Regions from separate parts of the Sus scrofa genome. Here region 2 is linked to region 1. The links are chromatin contacts, called in public HiChIP or PLAC-seq maps. All regions are on one chromosome and are shown on one strand. The core of a region is the stretch at or near the end of the contact, and the rest is flanking DNA. Distances in the headings are between cores, read along the strand shown. Region 1 holds the start of LOC110260797. Region 2 holds the start of PLXNC1 (plexin-C1).

Region 1 (5,497 bases), core at 1,399-3,898:
GTGAGCTGTGGCGCAGATCGAAGACGTGGCTGGGATCTGATGTTGCTGTGGCCGTGGTATAGGCCAGCAGCTACAGCTCCAATTCGACCCCTAGCCTGGAAACCTCCATATGCTGCAGGTGTAGCCCTAAAAAGCAAAAAAGTAAAATAAAAAATAAATGTGAACTTCAGTCAACAAAAAAGTACTTGCGGAAAATTTTTACATAGATTCATATACATTCCCTAAAAGTACATACAGATCAGACAACTTGAGAAAATTACTTGCTGAACCTAATACATTATGTATGACAAAGTTAAAATAAAACTCATTTACTTTCGGCAGAGACAGTACCTAGGAAACACACATACAAAGAATTCTGACAATTCCCTAATCCTTCTGTTAAGATTTCATTCCTCTAATCTTTTTGTTGGGATTTCATTCTTCTAAGGTTTTTTTTTCTCTTTTTTTGCTTTTTAGAGGTTCCCAGGCCAGGAGTCCAATTGGAGCTACAGCTGCCAGCCTACACCACAGCCCACAGCAACATCAGATCCTTAACCCACTGAGCGAGGTCAGGGATCGAACCTGCAACCTCACGGTTCCTAGTCAAATTCATTTCCCCTGTGCCACGACAGGACCTCTTCATTCTTCTAAGCTTTCTTAATTAGAACTTCCCATGACAAAATGCTGATCTCTGATTACTAAGGATTTTATCACACAACATGAGTCATTCTTGATTTTTCTTCTTTGCTTGTTTTGCCTGAATATTTCATTACTGCAACATCAGCATGCAGGAAAGAAAAGGGCAGTAAAGGACTAAACTGACTCATAGGATTTTTTAAATAGTTAGGGCATGCTGTAAAGAACATAACCCTTAAAAGTTCCAATTCCCAGTACTAACAGTTTGATTTCAATGAAGTCTTTTAGTCTCATGGGGTCTCAAATGTTCTCAACTACTTTCTTATATACTTGAAGGGGTACTGCATTCAAAATACCACGAAAAAGTGGTCTAAAAACTAACTACAGGCATAATCATTCCATTGTGCTTCACTTTACTGCATTTCAGACAGTGCCTATTTGACATATGCAGGTTTGTGTGAACCCTGTGTTGTCCTACGATGGTTAGCATTTTTAGCAATAAAGTAGTTTTAAGTAAGTATTTTTTTTTAAAACATAATGCTACAGTACATTTAAGACTACAGTATGGCGTAAATATAATCTTTAAATGCACTAGAAAACAAAAAGATTCCCGTAATTCGCTTTATTGCAGCGGTCTGAAGCCAAAATCATGGTATCTGCAGAGTATGCCTGTAATTGCCATACAAATAATATCATTAAGGGTTCAGTAAGTAGAGAAAGGGTGAGGATATTGACTACACTAAGGTTTAAACACCACCTGTGGACAATAAGGGTTTCAAATCTCCCAATGCTCTGTTACCTGATTTGATAAAACTCCTGAATACAACCATACTTCATCTCAAAGAAAGGAGAGCACCCCACATACTCCGACCCCCCAAAAATCAAAGGGTAACTCATATCCATTTGCAACTCTCTGGAGAGTCCTACACGACTCTGCAATTTAAAGCATTCTAATAATTCTAAACAAAATGAGTTTGAAATCACGGCTCAGTACAGAAAGTGAGTATGAACTGTAACCACCGAGAGGTTAAACCCATGAATTTACAGAATTCTGAATCTGGATAATTGTAGGCTAGCTACATTTAATTATATTCTAGTTGAATATTAGGCTTGTTTACAGAGATGTTGCTTGGTAACAGAAGCAGTGCTTTAACAACCTACTCAGTTTTAGACCTACCCAAGTGTTTTGTGCTCGAAGTCTGGACACATGAACTATACACTACACATGAGAAACTAAGTGCAAGTTTCTTGTTATCCTGGACAACTTCGAGGTTTTACTGAAACAATTTCATCACTACAACTAAGCTTTTACAATACCTGGAAGTGGGCATTTTTAGGAGGTAAGTAGCCATGTATTTTAGTCTTCGACACTAAGTATAGACCCAAGTGTCCACTCAAGCATGCACTCACATACTCTAACATCAGCTCTGTAGCGACGGCCAACGTCACTGTTAGAATCGTCTTCGGGGGCAATGAAAATGGTAGTAGCATCATTTTTTTTCACCACTGAATGTGGATACGTTCAGCCAGTTTTTAAGTTGGGTCTACGCAAGCACCACGCTGAAAAGCATTAAAGCTCCGTAAAGAGTTTCACGTGCATTTAACTGGCTGCAGAGCATTCGCACAGCCTACTTCTCTAACACTCGCTCCAACTGCTTTACGAAAATAGCAAAAGAAGAATTCAAGGGCAAGTTGTGAAGAAAAAAGACTCGAGCATTCTAAACCACGGACAAGGGGGCGTTACGTACCAGCTTCACCCACGGTCCTTGCAACGTGCGTGCAGCAATCTTAACAGTGACCGGTGTTGTGGCCGCACTCGCCAGGAGGACACCTCCACCGCTCCAGCCACAGGCACCCTCTACACTCTCCCCGCGGGGGCATCGGGGCCCCTGGAGGCGGCCCGGCACGCGGGGAGCTCGCCCCGCCCGCCACGCCTGGCGAGGTCTCGGCGGCCGCTCGCGGCGCAAGCTGAAGAGGAGGGACAGGAGGAGGAGCGCCGAGGGCGCCCGCCGGGCTCCGGACCCCGGGGGAAATGGGGGTTAGCCCAGGAGAGCGCCGAGGGCGGAGAGGGTGGCGGCCGCGGCGGCGGTGGAGAAAAGCCCCGCTCCTCCTCGGTGGACGCGACTTCTCAAGAGTGCGGGGCCGGGGCCAGAGCCGAAATCCAGCCAGGAAGCCACCCTCGGCCTGCCGCCCGCCGCCCCTCAAACCCGGCGGGGCGGAGTCTCTCGGGAGCTCTCCGGGCGCGCGAAGCAGGAAGTCCCGCCCCCACGCCGACGTCACGGACGCTGGCCGCGGCCGGAGGCGGTTAAGGGGAGGAGGGGAGCGGGCTGAGGCGGGAGCTGCGAGGGCCGCGCGGGAACGCCGCCGCTGGGCGGTACTCCGAGAGGGCTCTGGGGACCCGCAGAGATGCTCTGAGCTGAAGGAGCTGCACAGCTGGGGGCCGGCACTTGCTCCGGGGAGTCTGCGTGACGCGCGCGGTGGAGCGGGAAGCCGCTCTCCCTCGCCGCCTCCCCACGCCGCGTCTCGAGGGATTTCCCTCCGTTTCGCGCGTCTTCTTCCCTCTCCCGGCTCTCTCCGTCCTCTTTTCCTCCCTGAGGGCTCCTGCCGCCTCCCCCGCGTGCCTTCGTGCCGACCGTGCAGAGGTCATGGGTCCCGAGGTCTCCTGCCTGCACGCCGGCCGTGGCGCCTCGGCCCACGCGTGGGGAGCCGGCGCAGCCGGAGAGCAAACGGCCAGGTCAGGACCCGGCCTGGGCGCGAGTGCTTCCCGGCGCCTCCCGATCCAGACCCCACTCTGGGTACGTGGTGAACGACTTTAGGTTGCAAACTAGAGTTGGAAGACAGGGACGAGCTTTTGAGAGCCACAGTTCGATGCCGAGGGCTGAAAGAAGGTAGGAGTTCAGCCTTTCCGAGAGGGAGGTAGGAGATGGAGCTACCCTCCCTTCCCCCACGTTTGTCCCGAGCCTTGGTTGAGTTGTCTTACACCGTGTGACACAGCTTCTTCCCGCCGCCACCCCCCTCCTCCAGGGTGTCCAGGCTGTGTTAGGATGAGAAGGGCGACGGAGAGACGACCTTTTTTGTAGAAATGAGAGACGAGCAATTATATGGGACAGTGAGTTGGGTACTGGAGTATTGATGGATCTCCTAGATGAGGGAGATACCAGTGAACAGAATATAGAATACGGAAGCAATGCATGCGTGTTTAATATAATAATAGTAGCTCATAGCTGCCGAGCACTTACTGTTAACTACTGGAGCCCTTTTTCAGTTTCTCTTACTGAACTGTCTGTAAGATAGGTGCAATTACTATGATTTTTGCAACGTTACTCAAAGCCATTGGTAACGTTGGTATCAGTAAACCACATGTTACAGATCATTGGTCAGTGGGAAAAAGGTTATCTCAGGGATCACTAAACCCTGAGGTCAGGCTTTCCATGTTTCATTTACTAAATACCAGATGAATCAAGAATTTAAACGTAAAGAATGAAACATAAAAATACTATCAGGCAATGTAGGTGATTATAATCTTGAGCTGAGAAAGGGCTTTTCCAAGTATGAAGCAAGAACCAGAAACCGTAAAAGAAAAAAATTGATAAAAATTGACCACATAAAGATTCTAATCTACGCACAGAATTATAATCTAAACACAAATAATAACCAATGGAAAGTAAATTTGTATCATGTGGGAAAAGAAGGAAAAATATTCCTAAAACACAAAAAGCTCATAGAATATCAACTTTAAGACAACACAAGGAGTTCCCGTCGTGGCGCAGTGGTTAACGAAACCGACTAGGAACCATGAGGTTGCGGGTTTGATCCCTGCCCTTGCTCAGTGGGTCAAGGTTCCGGCGTTGCCGTGAGCTGTGGTGTAGGTCACAGACGCGGCTCGGATCCTGCGTTGAGCTGTGGTGTAGGTCACAGACGCGGCTCGGATCCTGCGTTGCTGTGGCTCTGGCGTAGGCTGGCGGCTACAGCTCCGATTCGACCTCTAGCCCGGGAACCTCCATATGCCGCAGGAGCGGCCCAAGAAATGGCAAAAAGACAAAAAAAAAAAGACAACACAATAAATAAAATTGGCAAAGGATATCAATGGAACATCCCAAGCCCAGAAAAACATCTAATTAACAAATGAAAAGATGTTCAATTTCCAAACATCCTTTTTGTCTCTCATTGTAGATAGTGAAATGGGTTTACAATTATTGTCCTGTATGATTGGTGTGAAATTGAAATCGGTACACCTATGTTTACCAAAGTTTAACATAAGCATTAGCCTTTGCCCCAACAACCTCATTTCCTAGTCACTTGCTCTAAAAAAATTTTAAAAAACAGATTTGTGAGGATGTTCTTCACTCCTTTTTATCATAGATGCTTCTAGAAAAAACATAATTACCATCACTAGGTGATCAGTTAAATATTTTATAGTACCAACAGAGAATGAAATACCCTTGAGATATTAAAATGATGTAAATCTCTTTATTTGCACAAAAACATGTCCATAGTGTGTAGATTTTTCTCCAAAAAGAGCAGAATACAGGAGTTCCCGTCGTGGCGCAGTGGTTAACGAATCCGACTAGGAACCATGAGGTTGCGGGTTCGGTCCCTGGCCTTGCTCAGTGGGTTGACGATCCGGCGTTGCCGTGAGCTGTGGTGTAGGTTGCAGACGCGGCTTGGATCCCCTGTTGCTGTGGCTCTGGAGTAGGCCGGTGGCTAGAGCTCCGATTCAACCCCTAGCCTGGGAACCTCCATATGCCGCGGGAGCGGCCCAAGAAATAGCAACAACAACAACAACAAAAGACAAAAGACAAAAAGACCAAAAAAAAAAAAAAGAGCAGAATACAGTTTAGCATGAATAGTGTCATCCCAACATGAGTATGTATGTGTATGT
Region 2 (5,497 bases), core at 1,621-4,120, 280 kb before region 1:
TGGGGGAAAAAAGAAGCCTGCTCTCAAGAGCGGGGCTCATGGTCCCAGTGGAATGGCAAGACGCGGTAGGCATCAAAGCCACTTCTGCATCTTGCTCGTCGTGTTTTTTAAGAGGCTGTTTCTTTTTCAGACTGAGGCCAAAATGAATTTCGTAGTGCTCGAAAGGCCACACCGCGGAGTAGGTTTAATCCGAATAGCTCCCGAGATGGTCTGCTCCTGACTGTACCAACTCTGCAGGACTTAGAGAAATCACTTGGCTACCAGTGAAGTAAACCCATCACCAGAATGGAATTGAACGGCTGCTTCTCCGCACATAACAACACTGCCACCACAGGCTCAGGACGGCAGTGAAGATGACTGTGTTTCATCGTCGTTCCTGGGGAACACTGTCAAAATACTGGCACATGCATCCCCTCCTATGCAGTGAAGGGTTCTTTGGGCTTCTGCAGATGCTTCTTGGATGCCACTTTTTCCATTTCCAGCAAGTGCCAACATTCTTAAAACATTTCAGGTGCATCAGGAATGGGGGTGTGAGGCCTGATGATTTTCAAGCGGAGAGAGCCTTGGTTTTGCCTGGCCTGAGGGCTCTTGATTCACAGCGACCAGGTGCCTCTAGATCTTTCCTTTCTTCCTCCTCTCGCCTCACCAGCACCCCAAGCACCGTCACCACAGCAGAAGGAGAGACCTGACCGCTCGTCGGGAAGCGTGCGCTGCCTCCCTGGCAGAGGCAAAGATAGTGATACCCAATTTCAAACAAGGAAATGATGAATGGGAAGACGGCCCCTCTGGATCCAGAAGATGGGAGCCGCTGCTGGAATGATGCGAGCGTGTTCCCGCAGGTCTCGGGCTGAAACTCTCAAGAGTCTCGTCTGCTTCTTGCTTCCCCTCATTCTCCTTTCCTTAAACCTTCCAGACCTTCCCCTGAAGGATCTCTCAGCTCTGAAGAGAACTCGGAGCCCTGTAGTAGAAGTTTAAAACCTGCAACAGCTGCTCCTTCAGGAGGGCTCAGCATCTGGAGGAAGCCCATGTACCCCCCCCCCAAACAGAGTCCCTCTAGAATTTCAGAACTGGGAAGGGAAGGAAGAAAGGAGCCGCAACCAGTTACCCTCCCTGGGGCCTCTGGTCTGGAAATAACTTTCGAAGGCACAGAGAGCCTTTCCTACGGGTGCACAGTGTTCCTCGGGGGCCCGGTGTTGCACCTCCTGGATCACCTGCCAGACTTAGGGAGCTAGTGGTGCTATTTGCTGCCTGAGGTCACTGGGAGGCTCTGTGCATCCTCTGGGGCCGCCTCCTGAGAAAGCAGGACCCTCTGCCCAGGTGTAAATAATTTAGGTATTCACTGTGCTCCAGAAATTCTTGGGGGCTTCGGGGGCAACCCAGCGGGTATTCACTTCCCCAGGTGAGTTGGTGAGCCCTCCGAGAGTCCAAAGGAAAAAAATGGGAAAGGAGCAGAGGGGGGAACCTAGGGAAATAACAGTACCTGACTCTTAGGATTAGAAGGCTGGGCGGGGCGAGGTAGATGGGAACGTTTCACCTGGGGAAATTTTCAGTCCCCCCTGCTGAGAATCCTCTGCAGGTAAGACTGTAACGACCACAGGTGGCACTTGGCTAGAGGGAGCGGTGTCAGCGTGCCTGGAGCCAGATAGGAATTCGAATCTCAGTTCTGTTGTTTACCAGCGGTGGGACCCCCGGCAAGTTCCATCACCTCTGCATGATCATTCTGCTCACTACTAGATGGAGACGATGGTAACGAATGGGGTTATTACGGGTCGCAAATGAGGCTTAATCCATGTGGTGAATTTACAGCAGGACTCAGCACGCAGTAAGTGCTCGATAAATATTAGCCATGATCCTTCAGGCTAGATGATGAGTGGAACTTTCTAAGCGCTAGGTTTGAGAGCCTGGGACTCCGTTACCAAGGGAGATGAGAGACCCTTTTCAAATATGGGAGCTCCGGCCCCAGGGATTGTCCAGAACCAGAATCTTGGCGCCTGCCTTCCCTCCACGTCACTCCTCTGACTCGGGGAAACCCACCCCCTGTCACCGGGGGGGCCTCGGCCCCTTGAGCCTCCTGCTAGTCCACGTCTCCCGCGCTCCTCCCCAGGGCCTCCCTCCCGCCGCTCCACACCTGTCAGCCGCCCTCGCAGCTTCCCAGGGACCCGAGCCCCGGGCCTCAGCTGCAAGCCCTTGGCGCCCTGGGTCCTAGTTCCCCGAGCCTGGCGTATTCCTCCCCCGCTGCTCTCGTAAACAAAACCCAAGCGTTGGAGCAGCCCCGCGGCGGACAGGCGCAGGAGCCAGCTCGGTGCCCTGTGAGCGCGCCCCGGGAGCCCCGGGCGGGCGGAGGGGCGATGGTGGCGGCCGTGGCGGCCGCGGCAGGCGGCTCAGCTTTGTTATGAATAGATGAAAGAGGCCACCTACACAGTAACCCAAATTACGAGACCTCCCTCCTCCCTATCTCACCGAATCAAGAGGGGAGGGGAGATGGGCGTGGAGGGAGGGCGGGCGGCCAGAAGGCGGAGGGCGGAGGAGGAAGAGGATGAGGAAGGGGGCCAGTTGCATCCCACTTTCACAATGGGAAAGTGAAACGCTCAAGCGCACCCAACCTCTCCAGCCCTCCCCGGCTGTCTCGCTCCCCTCCGCCCGTCCCCTCCCTTCCCCTCCGCGCCTCCCCTCGAGCGCCAGCGCTGCACAGAGGAACTCTCCGGAGAAGGAGGGCGAGGAGGAAGCGGCGCCAGAGCGCGCAGGGCTTGCAGCCGCCGCCGCCGCCGCCGCTGCTGCTGCCACACAGGCTGCCGGAGCGAGCCCGCCGCGCGCCGCCCTCCCCGCTCCCTTTCCCCGGCGAGCCGCGGGGATGGGGCGGCCGCAGGAGCCCGAGCGCGCGCAGGAGCCGCCGCCGCCGCCGCCCGCGTCTCCGTCGCCGCGCGCCTGAGCCGCCGCGGTCGCCGCCGCGCGCCCTGCCCGGGGGCGGCCCCCCCAGCCCCATGGAGCTCTCCCGGAGGAAGGCATCACCGCGCCCCCCGCGCCGCGCCGCGCCGCTGCCCCTGCTAGCCTATCTGCTGGCGCTCGCGGCGCCCGGCCGGGGCGCGGACGAGCCCGTGTGGCGGTCGGAGCAAGCCATCGGAGCCATCGCGGCGAGCCGGGCGGACGGCGTGTTCGTGGCGAGCGGCAGCTGCCTGGACCAGCTGGACTACAGCCTGGAGCACCGGCTCTCGCGCCTGTACCGGGACCAAGCGGGGAACTGCACGGAGCCGGTCCCGCTGACGCCCCCCGCGCGGCCCCGGCCGGGGAGCAGCTTCAGCAAGCTGCTGCTGCCCTACCGCGAGGGGGCGGCCGGCCTCGGGGGGCTGCTGCTCACCGGCTGGACCTTCGACAGGGGCGCCTGCGAGGTGCGACCTCTGGGCAATCTTAGCCGCAGCTCCCTGCGCAACGGCACCGAGGTGGTGTCGTGTCACCCGCAGGGCTCGACGGCCGGCGTCGTGTACCGCGCGGGCCCGCAGAACCGCTGGTACCTGGCAGTGGCCGCCACCTACGTGCTGCCCGAGCCCGAGACGGCGAGCCGCTGCAACCCCGCAGCGTCCGACCGCGGAATGGCCATCGCGCTCAAGGACACGGAGGGGCGCAGCCTGGCCACGCAGGAGCTGGGACGCCTCAGGCTGCGCGAGGGCGGGGGCAGCCTGCACTTCGTGGACGCCTTCCTCTGGAACGGCAGCGTCTACTTCCCTTACTACCCCTACAACTACACGAGCGGCGCCGCCACCGGCTGGCCCAGCATGGCGCGCATCGCCAAAAGCAACGAGGTGCTGTTCCAGGGCCAGGCGGCCCTCGACTGCGGCCACGGCCACCCCGACGGCCGCCGCCTGCTGCTCTCCTCCAGCCTGGTGGAGGCCCTGGACGTCTGGGCGGGCGTGTTCAGCGCGGCCACCGGAGAGGGCCAGGAGAGGCGCTCCCCCGCCACCACGGCACTCTGCCTCTTCAGGATGCGTGAGATCCAGGCGCGCACCAGAACCTGCAGCTGGGACTTCCAGGCCGAGAACCACTGCGTAAGTCTTGCCTCTCCGCCCCCCTCCGTTCCCCGGCCGCGACGCTTCGGGGAGCGCCCGGGCAGCTGAGCCGCCGGCGAGGCAGAGAGGGAGGGAGAGGGTGGGCATTTCGCGGGGCTCTGATCTACACAGCCTGCGGGCAGCCCGACGGCCCTTCTCGCGTGGTCTCCGAGACCTCGGGTGGCTCTAAAGCAGAGGTCCCCAAAGATGGTGTCATGAAGGGAGGTGGAGAGGGTAGGAGTTCGGCTCTACAACTCTGCTGACTCCAGCCCACTGCCCTCCTTGTTCAAACGCTTGTTTGGGTCTGAGCCTCTCCAGGCAGCTCCCCCGCCCGTCCCTGATCGCTTCCTCAGGTGTGTGTGGTCTGTGTTAGTTGGCGTGTCGTTTGGACCCTTTTCCCCAACCTGGTTTCCAGACGCGGTGCCCTAGGCAGAGAAGCCATGGAACCTAAAGGACTTGCCACACCCCAGCCTTTGTGCCCCCCCCCCCCGAACACATGCAGTGTAGTCTCGGAGAGTTGGTAGCCTGCTCAACACGGGTCGGTGGAACCAGAGGCTCAGGCTGGGGGGAACCGAACCCTCGGCGAGACCCAGCGCGAGGGGGCGGGGCTGTGGCTCTGCCGAGGGCGCGCTGTGGTCTCTAGCTGGGGGGAGAGGCTGGGCAGGCGGAGGTGGCTTTGTGGGTAAAAAGCCTCACCCTGGAGGGGCGAGCAAGAGAAAGTGTTGGGGTGTTATCGTCTCCGGGCTCCAGATTGCCTGACTAGATCGCGGGGCTCAGAGGCACCACCCAGCCAGGCAAATGGCAAAGGTTTCCCCTGGGTTTCCAGGGAAGACACAGCTTGACTCTTGAGATTGGCGTCTCTTTGGAAAATAAAGCGGCCGTTCAAGAGGGTCCAGTTGATGGGGATTATGGAGCCATTGTGCACTTCTCCGAGGCCGTTTTCCTTCCAAGGCTGCTGGCACATCAACTCCACATATGGCTCCTGAGAGGAGAGCCTGCTGAGCGCCTCCTTTATAACTGGACAGAAATCCAAGAGCAGAAATTAACCGCTACAGGTGTTGCCATTGTTTTGGTATAAAATGCCTCAGAGAGGAAAGGGGGAGAGCCTCTACTTGGAAAAACGTGTTTTGTTGATGCAGTTGTTGTGTAAGCATAGATGCTTGCTCCAAGGTGTATTACTAAGTGCGTGGAAAAGCACTCCCCCCACCTCGTCCCCCTAGAGCACATCTGAGCAAACAGTAGCCCTGTCATCCGGAAAGAAAAGACAGGTCTTTCCCAAGACCCTTTAGAATGGCCATTGGCCTCTTCCTCCTCGCCCATCCGTTGTGTGCTGGGGCACACAGGTAATGCCCGCCTTTAGGTTACTGGTAGAATAATTTGAAAGCGTAAATAACATGTAATGCTCCCTAAATGACTTCATCTTGAGATACAAGTACAATTTAATATTTAACATCTGT

The links. HiChIP or PLAC-seq counts read pairs in DNA pulled down with a chosen protein or histone mark.
Region 2: an H3K27ac HiChIP or PLAC-seq map of alveolar macrophages shows a contact between it and region 1. The contact joins the promoter of PLXNC1 here to the promoter of LOC110260797 in region 1. A contact is called at or near these places in 1 of 47 Hi-C or Micro-C datasets (embryonic fibroblasts) and 1 of 2 datasets of contacts at active chromatin or transcription factors (alveolar macrophages).

Annotation. Positions count from the first base shown.
Region 1 is chr5:88,768,060-88,773,556 of Sscrofa11.1, reverse strand. LOC110260797 reads left to right here and starts at 2,648. Exons shown (of 3, transcript XR_002344257.1): 1 at 2,648-3,410. It overlaps CEP83 (centrosomal protein of 83 kDa), which reads right to left and starts at 2,851. Exons shown (of 18, transcript XM_021092763.1): 1 at 2,364-2,851.
Region 2 is chr5:89,053,210-89,058,706 of Sscrofa11.1, reverse strand. PLXNC1 (plexin-C1) reads left to right here and starts at 2,870. Exons shown (of 31, transcript XM_021092759.1): 1 at 2,870-4,040. The coding sequence starts at 2,982.